Regions from separate parts of the Mus musculus genome. Here all the other regions are linked to region 4. The links are chromatin contacts, called in public HiChIP or PLAC-seq and Micro-C maps. All regions are on one chromosome and are shown on one strand. Each heading gives the region's core, a stretch centred on a gene start, on an enhancer-like site or on the middle of the called end of the contact. The rest is flanking DNA. Distances are from core to core; before and after follow the strand shown. Region 1 overlaps Eml6 (echinoderm microtubule associated protein like 6). Region 2 holds the start of Fem1al (fem-1 homolog A like). Region 3 overlaps Eml6 (echinoderm microtubule associated protein like 6). Region 4 holds the start of Rtn4 (reticulon 4). Region 5 overlaps Ccdc88a (coiled coil domain containing 88A).

Evidence for each region. Hi-C and Micro-C count contacts between places; a contact is called where the count stands out from the background. HiChIP or PLAC-seq counts read pairs in DNA pulled down with a chosen protein or histone mark.
Region 1: a contact with region 4 is called in an H3K4me3 HiChIP or PLAC-seq map of bone marrow-derived macrophages, with 5 times the contacts expected there. The contact joins the enhancer-like site here to the promoter of Rtn4 in region 4. A contact is called at or near these places in 11 of 39 promoter capture datasets (the 3T3-L1 cell line, 3T3-L1-derived adipocytes, the C10 cell line and 5 more), 1 of 15 datasets of contacts at CTCF or cohesin (pro-B cells), 19 of 484 Hi-C or Micro-C datasets (the AML12 cell line, the Ba/F3 cell line, CD4 T cells and 16 more), 12 of 115 datasets of contacts at active chromatin or transcription factors (the 230-238 cell line, the NIH/3T3 cell line, astrocytes and 7 more) and 1 of 9 other capture datasets (liver).
Region 2: a Micro-C map of embryonic stem cells shows a contact between it and region 4, with 3 times the contacts expected there. The contact joins the promoter of Fem1al here to the promoter of Rtn4 in region 4. A contact is called at or near these places in 5 of 39 promoter capture datasets (the 3T3-L1 cell line, the HPC-7 cell line, cranial neural crest and 2 more), 3 of 484 Hi-C or Micro-C datasets (embryonic stem cells, muscle stem cells and nephron progenitors), 1 of 115 datasets of contacts at active chromatin or transcription factors (bone marrow-derived macrophages) and 3 of 9 other capture datasets (adipose tissue, liver and pancreatic islet).
Region 3: a contact with region 4 is called in an H3K4me3 HiChIP or PLAC-seq map of forebrain, with 3 times the contacts expected there. The contact joins the enhancer-like site here to the promoter of Rtn4 in region 4. A contact is called at or near these places in 1 of 39 promoter capture datasets (the C10 cell line), 6 of 484 Hi-C or Micro-C datasets (CD4 T cells, the HPC-7 cell line, bone marrow-derived macrophages and 3 more) and 5 of 115 datasets of contacts at active chromatin or transcription factors (bone marrow-derived macrophages, forebrain, large pre-B cells and 2 more).
Region 5: an H3K4me3 HiChIP or PLAC-seq map of bone marrow-derived macrophages shows a contact between it and region 4, with 2.5 times the contacts expected there. The contact joins the enhancer-like site here to the promoter of Rtn4 in region 4. A contact is called at or near these places in 5 of 39 promoter capture datasets (the 3T3-L1 cell line, 3T3-L1-derived adipocytes, the C10 cell line and 2 more), 1 of 15 datasets of contacts at CTCF or cohesin (CD8 T cells), 5 of 115 datasets of contacts at active chromatin or transcription factors (the SCID.adh cell line, bone marrow-derived macrophages, embryonic limb bud and 2 more) and 2 of 9 other capture datasets (adipose tissue and pancreatic islet).

Annotation. Positions count from the first base shown.
Region 1 is chr11:29,878,406-29,881,105 of GRCm38.p6, reverse strand. Eml6 (echinoderm microtubule associated protein like 6) reads left to right here. Exons shown (of 42, transcript NM_146016.2): 7 at 324-459. Among named protein-coding and RNA genes, the nearest start is that of Gm22588, 30 kb to the right of the region's middle. Within about 2 kb of position 1,270, at least 55 of the 459 cell types and tissues checked have an H3K27ac peak or open chromatin away from gene starts, as enhancers often do. A contact at or near this core is called in the NIH/3T3 cell line, bone marrow-derived macrophages, hippocampal neurons and 2 more, where this site is marked.
Region 2 is chr11:29,824,400-29,827,176 of GRCm38.p6, reverse strand. It overlaps Fem1al (fem-1 homolog A like), which reads left to right and starts at 1,509. Exons shown (of 1, transcript NM_176829.2): 1 at 1,509-2,777. The coding sequence starts at 1,722. The region is part of intron 13 of Eml6 (echinoderm microtubule associated protein like 6); the gene reads left to right.
Region 3 is chr11:29,860,607-29,863,306 of GRCm38.p6, reverse strand. The region is part of intron 7 of Eml6 (echinoderm microtubule associated protein like 6); the gene reads left to right. Among named protein-coding and RNA genes, the nearest start is that of Gm22588, 12 kb to the right of the region's middle. Within about 2 kb of position 1,361, at least 37 of the 459 cell types and tissues checked have an H3K27ac peak or open chromatin away from gene starts, as enhancers often do. A contact at or near this core is called in bone marrow-derived macrophages, forebrain and muscle stem cells, where this site is marked.
Region 4 is chr11:29,691,475-29,694,195 of GRCm38.p6, reverse strand. It overlaps Rtn4 (reticulon 4), which reads right to left and starts at 1,298. Exons shown (of 9, transcript NM_194054.3): 1 at 503-1,298. The coding sequence starts at 1,007.
Region 5 is chr11:29,494,463-29,497,217 of GRCm38.p6, reverse strand. The region is part of intron 25 of Ccdc88a (coiled coil domain containing 88A); the gene reads right to left. Among named protein-coding and RNA genes, the nearest start is that of Prorsd1, 19 kb to the left of the region's middle. Within about 2 kb of position 1,322, at least 2 of the 459 cell types and tissues checked have an H3K27ac peak or open chromatin away from gene starts, as enhancers often do. A contact at or near this core is called in bone marrow-derived macrophages, where this site is marked.

The DNA.
Region 1 (2,700 bases), core at 21-2,520, 190 kb before region 4:
GTAATGTCTTTGTTTCAGAAGACTCAGTTGTCATATAGAAATGTGATTCTGTATCTGCTTTTACTAAGGCACTCATAACTAACATTTTGGGTGGTAGCGGTAACAATGTTATCAAATTAGATGTGTTGGAATTGCTTTGCTTCCTGGTGGTGGCTGTAATTACTGCAATCCAGCTGAGATGAAGTATGTTGATCTGCTGTCAGATTTCAACAGAAAACAGCATTTGCTTTAATTAGTTTTGCTCTGTTATTTTTAATCATGGAGATTCAGCAACAATGACATTTGTGACTGTGGGATTGAATTCTACCTCTTATAATTGACAGGCTGGGATCTTCAGCCTGTATGCTTGTGAAGAAGGCTTTGCTACTGGTGGGCGAGATGGTTGCATACGATTATGGGACACTGATTTCAAACCAATAACCAAAATTGATCTCAGGGAGACGGAACAAGGATATAAAGGTAAAATGTGTGTTAGTACTTACCATGTGCTCTAAGAAGGTTATGTACAATGTCAAGTTGTGTGTTTCTGTTTAAGAGAAAGAAGTAAATATAAGGGCTAGAGAGACAGCTCAGCTATTAGGAGCATTCACAGAAGATCTGGATACAGTTCACACCACCCACAGGGCGCCTCATGAGTGCCTGTAATTCCAGTTCCAGGGACCTTGTGTCTCCTTCTTGCTTCTGTGTATATTAGGTATACACATAGTACACACACATGCATGAGACATATCACTTATAAAGTGAAAGTTTTTTAAAGAATTAATTATGTAAATTTTATATTCTACCTGACAGTATTTGCTTTGTTCTATGAAGACTTTAAGGGTTTACATAAAAATATTGAATACAAGCTCCAAAGTATGTTGAAAATGAGTAGATAGCTTTTCCCCTGCTTGGCATAAAGCTACAGTGATCCTGTAGCAAAGACAGATGATAACATTACAGTGAAAAAGCTGAACGGTTTCCCAGAATATGGGATTATTTTCAGTGATGAAATGAAGAATTTCTGGACAAGACAGTCAATAAATGTGACAGTGTGTAGCCTCTGAAAATAAACCTGTGTCCACTTGTAGCACTGAAGTGGCTAGGGTAGACATCAGAGAGCAGAGAGAAGAAAACATGTACCGTATGTCCTCAGGCTATCTTCCCTAAGCAGTGTTGTTTCCAATCAAATTTTATTTTTAAATTTAGCAACAGAGCAATGAGCTGGATGTTGTGATTCATCTTATACCACAAGCTACCTTCTTCCTTCTGCCATTCACATAGTGACTCATGTCACACCACAGGCTACATCCTTCCTTCTGCCATTCACTATAAAAAATGCCTCACAGCTCTTCTGGAGACTGCACTGATTCTATCTTAGGGAGTTGTGGATACCTAACACCGGGCTTCTTAGAAAGTTGTAGAATTTGGTTCCTACTTTACTCTGTCAATTAGGACAAAGTCAAGGTCCTTAAATTCTCTATAATATCATGTGGTTTTAAGCAGCTTTATTCAGAAGAATATATAAATATGTAGAAGCAAGTTAGTTTTCTAAGAGTCACATTTTAAAAAAAGCAAAATCTTTCAACCAAATAACTCCAGACACCCACCCTCTTGAGTGTTTGCAGAGTGAGGGTAAGCAAGGCTAGAAGGAGGGTGTGGAGGAGCAGAACAGACAGGAGGAGACAGAGGGGACAGCAGATCCTTACACACTGTCCCACACGCAGAGAGATCTTAACCTTCTGCTCTGCCTACTCCCTGCTTCAAACATGGAAGTAAAGCACATTTGAGAGGAACAGATTCAGGCAAAACAGTATCAGGATTGCCTTGGTCTCAATGTGAATGTAAAACTATAGGAGTGACTTTATCTTCAGATGGACTTTTGATATGCATGAATTCCCTCCCCCCCTTTTTGCTGTTGGGTGACAATGACTGTTGACCTCATTTGCATGGAAACTATGTTTTGTGGTTCTTTTCTGGGGTTTTGATTTTATTTTCCATTTTATTAAAAAGACTTTCTAAACATTCAGCAAGAACATTTTAAAGGTCATGTTCTAATTCTATAACACCATACTTGCTACTTTTGAAAGACCCCCGAAGAGGGGAGAACCTCACTCAAGTCTCAGGATGACGCGACCCCCCCAAGAAGGATGGTCTCACAAGAGACCGTCCTTGCTGCAATTGCACAAGGTTTATTGACAGGAACCAGCCCACTGGGGTCAACTCGTATCCCACGCAGGGGTAGAGGAGTTCGACCCTGAGTAGCTGGGAAAGGGGATATTTAAAGGAAAGAAACACAACCCAAGGGGGAAGGGAGGGTATTATTGGAAAATGCGGAAAATACGAGTGAAGAATCACAAGCGGGTACTAAAAATCACAAGGGGAAACTCCCTGCTTCTCAAGATTGTTCTCAAGACTTTAATCTAACTTTTGTGGTCGGCCAGGTCCTGGAACAAGGTCACTGAACTGGATAACCTACATTCTTGGTGCTAGGGGGTCTGAATTTTTCCTGGTCTTTCACTTTGTGTCTAAAGTTTGAAGATATTAATCAGGAGCAGTGAGATAGCTCAACCTTAAAAAGTACTTGATGCCAATCCTGATGACCTGAGTTCAATCCCTGAAACTCACATGATAGGAAGAAAAAACTGATTACTGTAAGTTGACATCTGACCCTCATATGCATTCTACATATGCATTTATGCATGTGCATGTATGTATATG
Region 2 (2,777 bases), core at 260-2,759, 130 kb before region 4:
GCCTTCACTAAGGCCCCCTAGAGGCTACATGGTAAGTCCAGGACTTACCAGAAAGGGCCCTACCCTAGGCCTAGGGGTTTTTTAAACGGCTGCAAAAGCTGGGGGTGGGGTGGGGTGGGGGAGTTCGAGAGCTGCTTTCAAAGGGTATGGTCACCCAAGGGTCGATGTCCTAACTCATATGTCACCTGGGAAGTTGGTCATAAGGACAGTGGCTGTGAAATGTCAACCCTTTAGCCCCCAGAAAAAAAAAAAAAGCTGGCCAGGCCCTATCTGGGAAATTAGAGTCAGCCCTCCTGCTGACTGGAAAAACTCCTTATCCATCGAATGCCAGTGTGTGTTTGTGAGCTTCCGCAGGCTCGTAGCAGGAAGAGTGGAACTGCGTGGTTGGTTTGGGCCCATTTGACTTTGTCAAATCTAACAGATGGGAACTCTGGCAGGATGTAAGGGGCAGGGACCTACTTTTCAGGCTGAGAACCAGGAGCAGAGCTAAGGAGCAGAGGGGAAGGGCAGCAAGTGAGAAGAAAAGAACAGTTAGAGAACATTATAACATGGCTCCAGCTGAGGCTGCAGTGGCTTTAACAGCAGCTTTTACACCATGCTAGGTACTAGCAGAGAATAAGGTCAGTTCTTAGTCAAAGACAAAGTGATTAAATAAGGCAAAGAACTAAGAGATCACACCAGGTAGTAATCAAACAAAGCAATAAACAAAATCCTCCCCCCCACCCCCCACCCCCAGTCACTGGGTCTGGGGGCTTATCAGGATGACCAGGACAAAAAGGAAGTCACACCTTCCTTGGCTGAGTTTACCTTGATCCTTGCATCAGCCCAAATGTGAATATTCTTATCTGAGCCTACTGCCTTGAGCCCAGTGACAAGTACTTGCCAAATTTTTATAAGTGGTACTAAAAGCTCTCTACATTCATAGGGGGCAGGAAGGGCAGTAAGTAGGATCAGGCAGGCAGGTAAACCTGTTGAACTAGTCTGCAGCAGGTTGTAAATGAGGGAGGGGAGAAGGGAAAGTCTAATGCTCAGAGCCCTGGTGCTGTTGAGCCAGAGAGCAGTGGTCCAGGCCCAGCCTGAAGTTCTCAGACGCAAGAAAGAAACTGTCTCTAAGGAGAGGGAAATCTCACCCAAGGGAAAAACTGGATGTCTCCCATCCTCAAGGACAACACAGGGGTATCTCCTATCTCAAGAACTCTCCCCTGGGACCATAGAGATGGGAAAGGATGGGGGCTTACCAGATCTTGGGCTAGGGAGTTCTCTTGTTGTGGCTGAGATGGGATGTAAACTTGAAGAGATTTTAGATCTGACTCACGGCACAATGTTATGATTATTAAAAAATAAAGAAATATAAGGATATGCCCTATGGAGGTGTGGTGAGGTATGGAGGAAGGTGGTGTCTCAGCCGGCCCATGTAGAGGCATCCCTTCTCTCTGAGGGACCACCATTTTATAGTGAGCCAGGCCTACCTGGCTGTTGCCAAGTAACTGTGGGGGTGAAGTCCAAACAGAATCCTAACAACTAGTGGACTCAAACCAGGACAGTTTTGATGCTGGGTCCAGTTTATATTCTCATTTATATCCTAAAACCACACACTGGGGCAGACAGACAATCAAGATTTAACAGAAGCAGGAGAACCGCTAAGATGACAGCCCTGGAGAAGGTGAAGGATGTCTCTGGCGACCGGCGGCCCGGCTAGATCCAGCAGCGAGGCTTCCAGCATGGATCTGCACACAGCGGTGTACAATGCGGCGCACGACGGCAAGCTGCCTCTGCTGCAGAAACTGTTGGCCAGCCGTGGGCGTGAGGAGCTGGAGGAGCTGCTGGGTGAGGTGGCCGGCGGTGGAACGCCACTGCTAATCGCAGCGCGCCGTGGACACCTAGACGTGGTGGAGTATCTGGTGGACCACTGCGGCGCCAGCGTGGAGGCGAGTGGCTCTGTGCACTTCGATGGCGAGACCATCGAGGGCGCGCCGCCGCTCTGGGCAGCGTCGGCCGCGGGTCACCTGGCCGTGGTGCGTAGCCTTCTGCACCGAGGCGCCTCGGTCAACCGCACCACGTGCACCAACTCCACACCGCTGCGCGCCGCCTGCTTCAACGGCCACCTGGACGTGGTGCGCTGCCTGGTGGGCGAGCACAAGGCGGACCTGGAGGTGGCCAATCGCCACGGCCACACGTGCCTTATGATCTCCTGCTACAAGGGCCACCGCGAGATCGCACGCTACCTGCTGGAGCGCGGCGCACAGGTGAACCGGCGCAGCGCCAAGGGCAACACCGCCCTGCACGACTGTGCAGAATCTGGCAGCCTGGAGATCCTACAACTGCTGCTGAGCTGCCACGCGCGCATGGAGCGCGACGGCTATGGCATGACGCCGCTGCTGGCCGCCAGCATCACTGGGCACACCAACATCGTGGAGTACCTCATCCAGGAACAGCCGAGCCACGAGCAGCTCTCAGGGACAGAGCTTCCTGGAGAAGGCTCCTCCCAGATGGCAGGAAACCACTGCTCCACCCCAGAAGATGCAGAACAGTATGAGAGCTGCTGCCCTACCAGCCGGGAAGCGGCTGTGGAAGCTTTGGAGCTGCTGGGTGCCACCTATGTGGATAAGAAAAGGGATCTGCTTGGAGCCCTGAAGCACTGGAGAAGGGCGATGGAACTCCGCCACCAGGGTGGAGGCTTCCTCCCTAAGCCAGAGCCCCAGCAACTGGTTCTGGCCTATGACTATTCCAGGGAGGTGACTACGCCTCAAGAGTTGGAAGCCCTCATTACAGATCCT
Region 3 (2,700 bases), core at 112-2,611, 170 kb before region 4:
TACAAAGTGAGTTCCAGGACAGCCAGGGCTATACAGAGAAACCCTGTCTCGAAAAACCAAAAAAAAAAAAAAAAAAAAAAAATAGAAAGAAAGAAAGAAAGAAAGAAAGAAAAGAAAAGAAAAGAAAAGAAAAGAAAAGAAAGAAAGAGAAATATTATTTACCATCACCCGGAGAACACTCTAGCTGGGCTTGGGAGGCAATGTTTTTCAGTCTTAGTGTTCAACCCATCTACCACTGCCCATGTCCAATTCCACAGGAACTGAGAGGACTGTCTGGGTGGGTTCCAGGTATCCATATATTTTAGATACTTCATGAAGATTCTAATGCGCAGAAAGGCTGGGAAGGGTGCCCTGCGCTCTTTGCCATGTGTTTAGTTTAAACCACACCCTTCCCTGCTGCTGGTTGCCTTTCTCCAGCCAAATAACTGTGAGAAAGGACATTTTAGCCCAGTGATATTTTTTCTGTGCTAATCCACCACTCTGCTTTCTGAGAGTTCACAATGCTAGCTCATTAAGATAATAAAAGAATCGGCTGAAAGGCAAGGATTAGCTGCCCATCAAGGAAAGAAGGGGGTGGCAGCATCTTCAGAGGTCCTGTATGACTTTTCATGGGTCTAGAATCTGACCTACACACAGAAAATTGTTCATACTGAGACATGAACTTTTAAAAAAGACCCTATAGTGCACAAACACTTGCTGGTTAGAATAATACTTGGTATTGATCGATTAATTTCCCAGATGTTAGGATCTAGGTCCAGTTCTGGTGTTGAAGCCAGACAGTGCTGCGAAGTGGGACTGCAGATGTTCACTTACAGCTGTGGTAACTGAAGATTTGAAAGGTTAAATAGCTTGTGGTGTTAAATAGCTAAGAGAGATAGACTATAAATCCATCTATTCACTTAACTAAGGCAAAGTAAGCATTCCCCTTTAGCAACAAGGTGTGTGTCAGTGCTGATGGGCCAACTCCCCTCAAGCTGGCCTTAGAACTATAGCAGAGAGCACTGGGATAGAAAACAAAAGCAAATTAAGAATTTGGTTTCTGCTTAGAGAATTTTTTCAGGTTTGGATGGGTAGTTTGCTCTCTACTGCCATCTGCTGTCTGTGTGTACCAATCTGGCCAGCGCTTTACCATTCTCATCATAGTACATAAGGGGGCCTAAAATCCAACTTAGACACCTCACCACACTGTCAAAAATACCCACAATATGTATCTCAAAGAAGAAGAGCATTTCTGTGGCAGCTTTCCCTGCTTTTCATTTTGCTACCAGCAGTTGTCTAACCTTACTCCAAATAGTAGTAGGGCAAAAGATAAAGAGCCAAATACAGCTTAATTACGGATGCAATGGCTGCCTTGGCCAGCTCAGTGAAGACTCTAATTACAGTCCTGTTCTCTGCACTTATGCCAAGCCTGGATGGACAGGAGAATGAAAGTACTGGCCTTGTCAGGGAAGTGTCTCTCTGCAAGGCCTCTCAGAACCTGGGAAAGGCTACAAGGCTCTGTGCAGCTCATGAGCACAGGAGCAATTTGGCTTATAACAAAGATTGTGGGCATGACTAAGAAGCTTAAATACAACTCTCCCACTGATGTGTCTTTGGGAAGTAATTTCCATTTAAAATGGTTATCTCAGAAAAGAAAGTGACTTGGTGTCATTAAGAGCCCTTAGAATAGGCTAGTCTGATATGACAAAAGATAATTTATCTGTTTGAAGAACAAGAATGTGTGGAAAACGTGAATTGTTCTCTGAGAGGAAATGTTCGCAGCTCATTAAGTTCATTATAAGTGACAAAAGTGTACTTTTCCCTTTTCTCTTTGCCCCTTCTGTCTCTCCTCTTTCCCCTCTTTTTTTCTAGTTCCTCTCCCTTTTCCCATCACATTTATCTAGACACATACTCTTGTCAATCAGCCTTCTTGCTTTTGCTAAGTGTTAAGTTTCCATGCTAAACTATTTAGTTCGCCAGAAACATTTTCCAAGGAAATCTATAAAAAAAAATCATGTTGTGTGTGTGTGTGTGTGTGTGTGTGTGTGTGTGTGTGTATGGGCATGTGTATGGTACTGAGCTGGCATGTACATGTATGGATTCTCTGGTGCTGGTATGTGTGTGTATGTGTGACTGGGATAGCATGTGCTGGTGTGTGTGTGTGTGTGTGTGTGTGTGTGTGTGTGTGTGTGTGTGTGTTCTAGATGTTGATCTTGGGTGTTCTTTTCAGTTGTACTCTGTCTTATTTTTTAATACAGGGTTTCTCACTAAACCCGGTGCTCACTGATTTTGCTGTGCTGTCTGGCAATCTCCAGGGATCCTCACAGCTCCCCAAAGCTGAGATTAAAGACATGTGCCAATGTACCCAGATTTTTATATGGGTGCTGGGAATCAAACTCAGGTCCTGACACTTGCTTATTATAAGTGGTATAGCTGCTCTACATTACCAACTGATCATTTTTCAGCCCCTCTTGAGCTGCCTTTCCCCACTAAGACACAGGTTGTGGGTTTCTTAGTACTTTTCTGATCCTTTTCACACTCCACCAAAGAGGTTTTGTTATAGAGGTGGTGGTACAGTTTCACACATTGTACCAAATAAGATGCCAATGTTAGTTGAGGAGAGTTATCTCATATACAAATAGCCTGTGCCAAAGGAAGGAAAGAAGGAAGGAAGGAAGGGAGGGAGGGAGGGAGAGAGGGAGGGAGGGAGGGAGGGAGGAA
Region 4 (2,721 bases), core at 49-2,548:
GAGAAAGAAACAGGGGATTAGTGCAAGGGGATCCCCCGACGCCCGGCAGGAAGGAAGGCAGGCCCTAAAAAATAAAAAAACTGTAGAGTGGTCGACAAACGCCCATCCTTTAAATAAAGGGATTAGGGCACCACAGCCTTCCCATTCCCACCTCCAAGCCCAGCCCAGCCCAGCCCAGCCCAGCCCAGCCCAGCCCAGCCCAAGGAATCCACCATCCTAGTTCTTCAACACACTCCTAGCTGCTGATAGGCGAGAACTTCGTGCTGGAATGGGAACCAGCGACTTGGCAGCGGTGCACGTGCTCCCCGAAACCCCGACAAACAATGAAGGCACCCAGGCTTCCGAGGCCGCCCCACCCTTCTGCCCGCCTCCCGCCAGCGGGGGCGCCATCACCCTGCCACTCGTAGACAAAGCCCTAGGGTCCCGAGCAGCCCTGCCCGTCCCCTCCTCCCCCGGGCCAAGACACAAAAGAGGGAGGGGCGTAACGCGCAGCAGCACTCACCCACTGAGCCCGAGCCCCTGCGCTTGGGCGCGGCCGGCGTGGAAGGGGGCGCGGCGGGCTCCGCTAGGGGGCTCGCGCCGGCTGGCGCCGGAGGCCGCGCTGGAGGCTCGTCGTCCTCCGGGAGCTTGGAGGGCAGGACTGCGGCAGCGGGCGGCAGGGATGGCGCGGACGCCGCGGGGCTGCGTTCCCAGGACGGCTGCCTCTCAGGGGCGGTGGGGGGCGCGGCCGGCAGCGGCCCGCGGGGCGCGGGGGGCACCGAGTCGCTGCTGAAGTCCAGCAGCGGTGCGGCGGCGGGGGGCACCGGAGCCGCGGACAGCCCGGCTGCGGGCTTCCTCTCCAGCACCTCCAATTCCTCCAGGTCCTCGTCGTCCTCCTCCTCCTCCTCGTCTTCCTCGTCCTCCTCGTCCTCGGGCTCCGTCACGAACTGGTACTTGAAAGCGGGCGGGGGCCGGGGCGGGCTATCCGCGGACGAGGAGACCAGCGACGACTGGTCTATGTCTTCCATGGTCGGCGATGATGCTGCAGCTACTGCCGCCGCGGGCCACTTCTCCTCAGAGCCGCGGGCGGTTGTGGGGGTTGGGCAGGACTGGCAGAGGCCGGGCTGGCCGAACCAAGCCGAGGAACCCGCAAAGGCGACAGCTCCAGGAACAATAAGACTTCTCCTCCTGCCTCCGCGCTCGAGATGCGCCACCCGCCCTGTCCTCAGTTGCAGCAGCCGCCGCCGCCCAGATGAGCAACTGAGAGAGGAGGGCAGACTCTCCGCCCAGTTTGGCGTGACTCACCTTCCCGGCAGGGGAGGGCTGGCTGGCGCGGGGGACAGAGAGCCAATAGGCTGCGGGATAGAGAAGATGGATCACGGGGTTGTCCAATAGAAATAGGGTGCAGGCGGAGCCTGCCATACTTCCTTGGTGGCGTTCGGAGGGCGGGGTTTGGAGCTGGGATCCACCCCCACCTAGTGTAGTTGGGGAATGGGGCGGGGACTTGGCCTTGCCTACAGCGGGATTTTAGTCTACCAAAAGGGGGCGGGCTGCGGTCCCAGGATTTGGAGAGTTTTCCAAGAAGCCTGTGGAAGGGCGTTATCCTGGGGACCTAGGAGTGGAAAGTTTCCTCCCCGAAAAGGGAAAAAAAAAAAAAAAAGTGGAGAAAGGTACTAACAAGACTGAATTAGGTCTTACGGATTTTTTTAGATAAAAGACTTATTTTCAGACATGGTCCCAACGCATAACTACCACCACCTCAAAAGGAGAAAGAAAAACAAAACATTTATTTGACACTTTCAAGTTCCCTCCCTTTCTAGACTGCAGGCCTGGAATGAGGTAGGCAAAACAGCTGTGCTAGATTACCCGGAGCTCTGGGCTCACTGTTTAGAATGCTTTCGGCCTTGCATTCTGCTGGACTCTAAAAGTGCACGGAGAATGAGTCACCAGAAAGGGAGAAGGGGGAAGGAACGTTGAAATAGATGCCTTGGAAGGCAAAATTGGTTCACTATTTTTCACTCACCTCAGGCTGATGAGTCAACATCCCGGATGATTCAGGCTTCCTAGGAGTCGGGAAGCCCTACACTCACTGGTTTGATATGCTGGAATGGCATGTCTCCTGATGTGCGGTCCCCCCCACCCCCACCCCCCCAAAGCTACACTTTAAAGAAAACGGTAGCCAGGTGTGGTGGCACATGCCTTTAATCCCAGCACTTGGGATGCAGAGGCAGGTGGATTTCTGAGTTCGAGACCAGCCTGGTCTACAAAGTGAATTCTAGGACAGCCAAAGCTACACAGAGAAACCCTGTTTCAAAAAATCAAAAGAAAGAAAGAAAGAAAGAAAGAAAGAAAGAAAGAAAGAAAGAAAGAAAGAAAGAAAACGGTAGAACATAGAAAACTTTGCTTCAAGGTTTGCAGAGTCCCTTTATCTTTCTTATACACTTTTCAAAAATACTGGCTGCATGCCTACTCTGGAGAGAGGATTGCCTGCATTCCAATTGTTCAGTCTACATGTGCACTGTCTAGTACTGAAGCAACTGGCTGCTTTTAGCTCCTGAGCACTGAAATGAAGTGTGTTCTGTGAATAAAATACACACTACATTCCCAGAATTTATAAGAAATGTTATAATTTCTGTTTCACATTGGTTTTATGTTGGCATTGATAGTATTTTGGATATAGTGGGATGAGTACACTATATTATCAAGTTCACTTGTATTCTTTTTGAAGCAGCTTGTAGAAAC
Region 5 (2,755 bases), core at 73-2,572, 200 kb after region 4:
ACATTACGGCTAATACCCTCATGCTGCTGAAGGCAGTGAGACAGGAAGCATGCACCCTGGTACTGTAAATACTCGGAAAGCACTGAAGACAATGATGAGGAACATGTATTCTGAGAGCACTGGCTACGGTCAGTCCTATAAAAACAGGAACTGATTACAATTACTTAGGGAGAAACCAAATTCCCTAGTTAAATTGTAAAAGGAAACTTTTAAAATTAGGCTATGGGTGGTTTATACTATAAGAGATGAGTCCTACAAAGTTCACAGGCCATCCTTTTGTTTTGTTTTGTATTTAAACATTTTAAGTTAAAGGCTTTCTTTAAAAAAAAGGTTAGGTAAATCCATATCCCACTGGAAAATTTTAATAATATATATGTGTATATCTATATTTACATATAGGTAATATACCTATATCAACTAAAAATTATGGTGGTCAGATATTTAAAGCAAAATAAACTAAAAAAAAAACCCTTAAATTTTTTTGTTAGTCTCCTAATATTCAATAAAGGAAACACTGATTTAAACTAGAATCTAGTGCATTGTTTAGCAGCACTGTGGAAATACACATTCTTTCAACAAGTCTTCCTAAAGATTAAATAGCAGGTATATTAGGCTCATTTTCCAAAAAGTTGATTTAGAGGAGGAAAAAAGAATAGTTTGACATCAGCAATAAGTGTTAGCACTAAGTTCTGAGAAAGCTAACAAAAAAATGAACCCCAAAGAACGCAAAATGGAAGGGAAACATAATATTTAAAGATGTTTGGGGCCAGGAGAGATGGCTCAGCAGTTCTTAACACCGGCTGTTCTAGAGGACCCAAGTTTAATTCCAAGCACCCACATGGCAGCTCACAACTGTCTGTAGTTCTAGTTCCAGGGTGTCCAATGCCCTCTTCTGGCTTAGGAGGGCACCAAGCATGCATGTGATACTAGACATAAGGACAGGCAAAACATTTATGTACATAAAATAACATACTAATAAACAACAAATTTATAAGGGCACATATTTTGAAGGGCCCATAGGGTGGGTGGGTGGGTTTATGTAAACAAAAAAAAATGAAGCACTCCACAAATTTTTGTTTTGTGAATTAAAGGATTATTACTCAAGTACAGGAATCATTAGAACAAAAACTAAGCTATCTCTTACTGTGACTTAACATAAATCCATACATTTAGGCATGAAAACATACACAACCTTAACAACTCTTTCTCAGAAAACTGTCATCAGCGTGTAAATAATCAACGCTTTTGTTCCTGTTTTGATAAACTGGGAAGTATCCACTGAACGATGTGCAAGCTAAAATAGCTTTCCACTTTTTGACTTCTGTAAGGAAGAGTCATGACTCATTTAAGCTTTTTAATTTGACATATCTTTTCATGCTTGGTAAACACAGCTCTTCTCAATGACAAAACAGGAATGAATCAAAACAATGTAAAATGGACACTGAGCTAAAACAAAGCTGAGTGGTTGCAGCATGCACATGTCATATGTAGATGCGTTTCTTTTTTTTCCTTTTTCTGTTTTCAGCTGTTTTTCAAAGACTGCTTTACTGACATGACAGACAGACATTCTTCCAAAATGGGCAGAAAAAAAAGAATTTTAAAATTGCCAGGAATGTGATTCCTCTCACGGCAATTATGTTTGGAGACATATAATGTTCTTTTCCCGAAGGATACTTAGATCAAGGTAATATTAGTATTGTTGAGTTTTGTGTTTATTTAAAAACAAAATCTAAAGTTGAACAACTGTAGGAAAAGAGAATATTGTTTTCTTCTGATTTTTATCCCGAATGTTCCAGGATGGAGTAAGAAATAATGACTTACACTTTAGACAGACAGAATGACATAAAAAATAAGACTGTATATGTGTGTGTCTAAACTATATTCCTGTAAGTTAAAATAATTAAGGATACACTTTACATTTTCTTAATAGGATGACAGATTGTGTTTAAAGGTAGAAGATACAAATGACTTATTAGCCACCTGTAAAGGAAAACTTGATGATCTTTCCACATCAGTATTTATCAATTAGGTGGACACAAAGCTAGATGGAAAAAGATCCTAGATAATAATCATCCTATGTGAAGCTAAAGAATTATACTGTTTCGAGAGACTATTATGTATATTGTATATGCATCTGTACTTTTTGTACTTATTGACTATCTAGGCTGCTAAAACTGTTCTGTGAAAAATATGCTACAGGAGCAAACACTACCTCTTTTCAGAGATAATTCACTCAAGGCCATACTTTGTACCAATTTTTTGAGTATTTTGAGAGCCACATAGATAGGCAACCCCTCAGGGAAGCACAGGCTGCTTTGCTTACTTTTTATTTCAAAAGAATAGTGGAGTTTGTTTGTTAGAAAGAGGGTTTTATGTAGCCAGCTGGCCTTGAACTCTCCCCATCACGGACATTACAGGTATGCATCACCACATCTGGCTACATGTATGTCTTTAAAACTTAGTGACACTGATAATGGTGTGATCAGAGTTTATAGTTTTTCAAGTACTTTATAAGAACACAAATAACCAACTTTGTAGACATCTTCAAAAGCTTAGTAATGAATTGTTTTCTCTTTTTCTTAAAATATATACTTTTTCAGGCTCTTACTTTGGTCTTTCTATTTAGCTAAAACACATACTAGTAAGTGAAGTATAAATTATAGTAAGTCTAGAAATTGTATCAGGCACAATTTGTGGGACTTCTAAGTCTAATGAAAACTAAATCTTAAGTTTATATATTTACATTTCCCCATCT